2 separate regions of the Zea mays genome follow, and region 2 is linked to region 1. A link is a contact called in public Hi-C data. All regions are on one chromosome and are shown on one strand. Each heading gives the region's core, a stretch centred on a gene start, on an enhancer-like site or on the middle of the called end of the contact. The rest is flanking DNA. Distances are from core to core; before and after follow the strand shown. Region 1 holds the start of LOC100191612 (60S ribosomal protein L6-like). Region 2 holds the start of LOC100284070.

Region 1 (3,425 bases), core at 377-2,876:
GATGTAGCAATGACATAGGTCTGGTTCACACGGCGGATCGGTACTCCATTGATCTTGAAAGGCCCTGAAAGATAACAGAAACGCAAACTAATGACAGGAAAAGAATATCAAGTAGAACAGGATAGGAAAAAATACAACTCTTTTGAATGCATGAAGAGAGAGCCATGCAGCTAGACAGGCAGGAGGGTAAGGTTGTAACGGTGAACAGAAGCATTCTAACAACTTTAACTAAAAGTAAAGGGCAGACCCAGTGCCAGAGGCCCACATGAGTGGAGTTGAGGAAGGGATAAACAGAAGCAAGCCTTACCACTGCAAATGCACGGAGGCTGCTTTGAACCCGTGACCTATGATTTTAATAAGACAGCTCCCACCACTGCAACAGGCCTACCCTTGTAACTTCAACTAAAAGTAATTTTATAAATCCAAACAATAGTAGTCTTCATTTACAGTATTTAAACTATATAAGAAAGTTGTTTCCAGCAAGTCAAAGACATGAAAATGCAGATAGTCCAACAGTCTATTTTTTAACCATGTGACAGTGCCATCAAAGAACCAATGCTTAGGCATCACGTGTGTATGAGGGCGCAAATGCACTATAAGGTCAAGAGCTGTTGCGTATGATGCTACTATGAGCCTTGAGGGTAGGGCTCCAGCAAATAAAAAAACACAGAAATCATCATCCGTTTCTCTCTCAGCTCTCGCATTCTGGTGGCCGAGACTCTACCTTCCTCACAAATATTTATTTGCTGAAGCCAGGTCTTAGGTAAGGTTATAAACTTTCTGGGCCAAGACCCTTCTTTGGACCTCGTCTGCAATGTATAAGGACTGGTTTGGTGACAAGGGAATTGGAGGGGGAGGAAATCCCTTGCTATTCAATTTTGAATAGCATGAAATTTCCTCCCCTCCAATTCCCTTGTCACCAAAACCTGGATGCCCTTATATCACGCATGCAGGTCCCATAGTCCAGACTGAATTCGGATTCTTTAAAAACTCAACTATAATGTGCAGTTGCAAGACAATCACACGTCGTCACACCAGACTCTACAAATAATATAGTTCACAGATTGAGCCAACCAGCGCGTAAACATTTACATCTATCTTTCAACTCAAAACTTATGCTGTGATCAGAGGCAGCGAACCAAGCGTGGCTCACCAGAGATAAGGAGCAGGCCGGACTTGAGCTGCTTGAGAAACACCACTCTCTTCCCCATGAAGCGCCCTGCGAGGAGGATCAGCACCGTCCCAGGCGTGATGCTCGACCTGCACAAAAGAATGGCAAGTGGAATCAAATCTCCAAGCAAAATAAATACGAACACCACGCGGGCTGCGACTTGAAGGAATGGCTTGGGCACCTGAGCTTGGTAGGCTTAGGCTTGCGGGTGCTGGGAACGCGGGGCTTGACGTCGTCGGCAGGGTAGAACTTGGGTTCCACGGCGGCGGCGGCCTTGTCGGCCTTGGGGAAGGCGCCGCCGTTCTTGGCCTTGATGGCCCACAGCCCACGGCGATGGTACGCGTGCGACCGCGAAGCGCGCTTGATGCCCGTCGACAGCTTCGACGTCGGCGCCATTGGATCGAAATGGTACGAGGCACAGCTTCGGATCGGGACTGGGGGCGGCGGGCGAAAAATGGAAGCGACGGTTTGGTCACGGCATATATATCTGTGCGGCGGCTTACAGGTGGAAACCCTAGGTCGTCGGGCTCCTCCGCGTGTAGTAGTGGGCCTAATTGTTGAGGCCCATGCACCTCACGAAATATTTTCCGTTCAAAAAAACTATTTTGTCTTCATCAACTATCACAAAAGTTTAATTGTTTCTTCTTCAACTATAAAATTAATACAACGCGTTCCTTCTCTATCTCTATCTCTACCCTTTAAATCATTCTTTAAAGCACGAAAGTTTCATGTATCCTATGTTACACGCAAAACATGTAGTTCTATTTTTCTCCAACATGTCATAAGCTAACAGCCCTAAAGGTCTTATCTCTTTCATACGCAACTAACCTAAGATAAGACTCGTATCACCATAGACGATATCGAGCAAGTTATCCTTCTGGCCTCTGACTCGCCAACCAGATAGACTCTTCTACATTGTCATCTCCTTCGTGCGAGGAAACCACCTCCGGACGTCAAGAACAAAAAAAAGGTTAAATCTAAATTCAACTGCACTCCATTTAACTATTCTTGTATTTCTCACAACTCGAATGTCCAATTGCTTTCTATTCCTCTTGGCAAACCTCCTCGTTTTGATGGAGAGGATTATTCTTGGTGGAGCCATAAAATGTGTAGTCATCTTTTTTTCTCTCCATCCTAGCATTTGGGATATGGTAGAAAATGGAATGCAAATACCAGATATTGATGATGAGATTTTTGATGATATAGAAGTAGAATAATTAATTCATAGAAATTCCCAGGCTACCACTGTTTTGCTAGCTTCTCTATGCAGAGAAGAATACAACAAGGTAAATGGCTTGGAGAATGCCAAAGAAATCTGGGATACATTGAAGATCTTGCATGAAGGAAACTTGATTACCAAAGTAACCAAGATGGAGCTCTTCGAGGGTGAACTTGGGAGGTTTGCCATGAAGAAGGGCGAAGGGCCACAAGAAATGTACAACATGCTCAAGCCCCTAGTGAACCAAGTGCAGAACTAAGGAAGGAAGAGATGGATGGATCATGAAGTTGGTGGACTCATGTTGAGGTCATTTAATGTTAAAGATCCTACTCTTATTTCTTTAATCCGTGAGAACCCCAGGTACACTAAGATGGTGCCCGAGGAGGTGTTTGGAAAATTTGTTAGCCATCAAATGGTGGTTAAAGATGCCAAGTACACCGACGACATCGCCAATGGGGACACCCCTCCAATGAATCGCAAGTCATTGCTTTCAAAGAAATGAATGATAGGGAGGCGATCCTCAACAAGGTGGCTCAAGTTGAGGCAGCCGGCCTCAACGATGAGGATATGGCCATCATAAAGCGCTTCAAGAGCGCATTAAAGGGGCACAAGAGCTACAATAACAACAAGTCAAAGGGGAAACGTGCATGCTTCAAATGTGGTAAGATTGGTCATTTTATTGCTAAATGTCTAGATTATGAAAGTGATGACTAGGAAAAGGCAAAGAAGGGAGAAGATGGAAAAGAAGAAGTTCTACAAGAAAAAGAAGGGTGAGGCGCATATTGGAAAGGAGTGGGACTCAAGCTGCAACTCCTCCGACAACGAAGGACTCGCCACCATTGCCTTCGACAAGTCATCACTCTTCCCCAACGAACGACATACATGCTTGATGGCAAAGGAGAAAAAGGTATATCCTAGATCAATGCCAAAGTATATTTTCTCTAGTGATGAAGAATCTAGTGGTGATGAGGAAGATTATAGCATGTTGTTTAAGGGCCTTGATAGCTTTAAGGTTGATAAAATTAATGAATTAAT
Region 2 (3,458 bases), core at 148-2,647, 390 kb after region 1:
TATCATTAGAAAATCAAGCTGTTTTCATAGCAAAATGAACGTCACGGACAAATCTAGATAATTGGACAGATAAGTGCAGTTCATCAACTTGTTAAAATGCTTAGCCATATGTAGGTATGGCATAACATGTGAAACCAGTTACATACCTGAGTTATCATTTCCTTCACAAGCTTCCAATGAGGTTGCTCATCAAAATTTGTAGAAAATGTAAGAAGTGGGCGTGACCCTTTCAGATGGTTACCGGTAAGCTTCAACTCCTCCATGGTGTGAACTACAGTAAACATCACATCGTGATTAATTGTTAGCTCATCACAAAAGCATACATGTTATAGACTGCAGTGCATAAGACTGCCAATGTAAGTACCATTTGGGCCATAGCATACCAGCATTAACTAGAAATTTTACTGATGGTCCTCCAGGAGACTTCACCATCCAAAGGTAAAGATCCTTCTGTTTTCTGCACTGTAATACATGAAGGAAAAAACTTCACCCACATAATTCAATAAGCTAACAGAACTGAGAAGTATAATGCATACATATATTGAACAATTATAATTGTGGGATGGCGGATGGCACAAATGCAGTCAAAGAAAACATCCATTGCCCAGTAGAGAATTTAGAACCAGAGCAAAATGGAAGTTGCTTCCTCAATACATGGGATCCCAGAGAACATCCATAGAACGAAAGCATGGACCAAAACCCAAGCTTGAGATTAAGAGTTGCGATTTATACAGCTTGTTCCCGCGCGTAAGCAGCCACCGTCATGTCAATGCTAACAAGATCCTCACCGTGCGGGGTGGAAGCAGAGTAGAAGATCTATACCTCGAAGAAAAGGCAGCTGGAGCAGCTCCTGAGCTCAAGGAGCTCGTTCAGCGCGTTCCCCTTGCTCTGCTTCGACTCGACCTTGCTGTCCTTCTTCGCATGCGGGAGCAGCGACAGCACGTCCTGCATCAGGTGCCGATACCTACGCCGAGCACGCACGCGTGAACGGAATCACCCATCTCACAAGACTGCAAGCGGAAAAACAGGGAGCACTCACCTATACGTGATTCGGCGGGAGCAGGTGATGAGTACCTTCTCCCTGTTCCGGAACGGCGCCACCGCGGCCTCGGCGCCCGCGGAGGCGGGCTCGGCGTCGGGGACCAGGTCCTTGAAGCCGAAGAGCGTGCGCTCCGGGCGCGCCGGCGCGGAGTCGTCAGGCTTCTCTGCGCCGGCCGCCTCTGCGGGCGCGTCGGTGCGCTTCCGCTTCTTCGCCATGGCACTAGGTGCGCTTCCGCGTGTGCTCGAATGCGCGGCGGCGAACGGTTAGGGCCTGAAAGGAGCAGGCGCGGGGTGGCGAGCCGAGCACGACGGCGAGCTAGGGTTTAAGCCGCTCGGGCGCTTGTGGCCTGGTTGTTGGGAGGGAGAGAGGCGCGCATCAAGTAGGCCTGATGGGCCAGGATGGCCGTAGCAGTGCTTATCCATAGCAGGCCAGGCCGAGACGGTCCTGTAAGTAGGCCAGGCTTTAAATAATAAACAGTTTGGAACCAGAGCCCCGCGGAGGAGGTAGCGCACACGAGAGACGAGGGAAGTAAATCGTTCCGAGGAAGAAAGTCCCACACTGGCTAGTAGCGGATGCGCGCACTTGTGTGGATGGCATATATAGGGGGTGGGGTGCTAGCGTAGAACCTTGCCTTAAACTAATGAGTAAGGAAAACAAAGCGCTGCGGTGAGAGCCGCTCGCAGTGCGGGGTCAAAACCTGCACCGCAATTTTTGAAGGGGGAAGAGGCTGGCGCGGGTATTGACACTGCCTTACTTTGCAGGACTTGCCTGTGCGGGCCTCCCCACCCGCCAAACCAAATTGTAAATTTTGAATGCATCTTTTTAAGATTTTAAAATTAAAACTAAAAAAATAATTATTTGTTGCTAAAAAATTTACATAGTTTTGATCTAAATGATGACATTTTCTTAGGATTTCCTCTTTTTTAAAAAATCCAATTCTTAATCTTTTTAAACTAAAAAACTATGTACTGTTAAAACAAATTTACATAATTGATCTTTAAAAAACAATTTAGGACTGCCTTCTTTCTAGAAACATCCAATTCTATGTGATATACTAGTTAGTTTTGCTTTAAGCAGAACACGGAAAGGGGTCATACATTTGTGATTTGTTTTAAATATAAAACGGGCGGGAGGGAGAAGGGGTGATGTGATTTGTTTTAAATATAAAACGGGAGAGAGAAGGGGTGATGACGGTCGAAATTATATTAAATTTTACTCATTTGATTATGGTTATAGGTGTGCTTCTGGCCGGGCTAAAAGGGACATTTTTGGCCGATCCAAGTACGTCACGAAGTTTGACGGGCCAGGTCAGACACGCCATGATATACGGGCCGCGCTATGGGCCAAAAATTACTGCAATACGGAAAAAGTACTACTTAAAATTCCAAACTTTGTGCTAACAGCCAAACATATCCCAAGCTAATATGATAGATTTAATTATATGTTATGAACTCTTTTTTGTCACAGCATGTACCTAAAAAATATTTAAAAACATGAATTAAGAAAATAAACATTTGTGCGGATACCCCAAGTGTGATTGGACTCTCTCTGTTCTAAGTTGTATGTGGTTCTACTTTTGTATTCAAGTCAAACTTCAATAACTCTGGCCAAGTTAAAAAAACACCAAAATCCACACCATAAAATTAGTTTAATTAAACCTACTATGAAATATGTCTTGATAGTGCATTTATTTTGAAATTATAAATGTCAATATATTTTTTCTATAAACCTAGTCAAAGTTAGATAAGTTTGACTTAGGATAAAACCAAAACAATCTACTATTTGGAACATAGAAAACAGTAATTAATAACTTAATTAGTCACGATACAAAGTCAAAGAAGCACATAAGGAAGTGAACACCATGTTTTACATTATTTTATCACAGACATCACAATATCTTATTGTTAGAACATAATGATACTTATGGATGCTAAGATATAGACAAAGATGAACCACTAAAGTGTTCCATTAACTTGGGACTTGAAAGTCGTCTAGAGGGGGTGAATAGGCATAATCTAAAATTTACAACTTTAAATACACACTACAAGTCGGGGTTAGCGTTAGAACTAAAATCAAGTCCGGGAGAGAGAGGAAAACAAATCAAATGAAAATCAATCGAATGAACACGGTGATTTGTTTTACCAAGGTTCGGTCCCAAAGAACCTAGTACTCATTGAGGAGGTCACAAAGACCGGGTCTATTTCAACACTTTCCCTCTCTCAAACGGTCACTTAGACTGAGTGAGCCTTTCCATTAATCAATCGGGTCACTAAGACCCCGCAAGGACCACCACACTCTTAGGTGTCTCTTGCTTTGATTACAAGTCACTTGAGAACAAGAATGAGAAATAAGAAACGCAATCCAAGAGGTAAGAGCTCAAATGAACACGAAATCACTCTCTCACAAGTCACTAAGT

The links. A called contact is a pair of places that touch in the nucleus more often than the background predicts.
Region 2: a Hi-C map of leaf shows a contact between it and region 1, with 7 times the contacts expected there. The contact joins the promoter of LOC100284070 here to the promoter of LOC100191612 in region 1. A contact is called at or near these places in 3 of 25 Hi-C or Micro-C datasets (ear, leaf and tassel).

The regions. Positions count from the first base shown.
Region 1 is chr4:133,178,725-133,182,149 of Zm-B73-REFERENCE-NAM-5.0, forward strand. It overlaps LOC100191612 (60S ribosomal protein L6-like), which reads right to left and starts at 1,627. Exons shown (of 4, transcript NM_001137041.1): 1 at 1,353-1,627; 2 at 1,154-1,260; 3 at 1-64. The coding sequence starts at 1,567.
Region 2 is chr4:133,571,778-133,575,235 of Zm-B73-REFERENCE-NAM-5.0, forward strand. It overlaps LOC100284070, which reads right to left and starts at 1,398. Exons shown (of 8, transcript NM_001156968.2): 1 at 1,040-1,398; 2 at 823-964; 3 at 384-462; 4 at 147-271. The coding sequence starts at 1,257. It overlaps LOC111591490 (U12 minor spliceosomal RNA), which reads left to right and starts at 1,670; the gene lies at 1,670-1,827.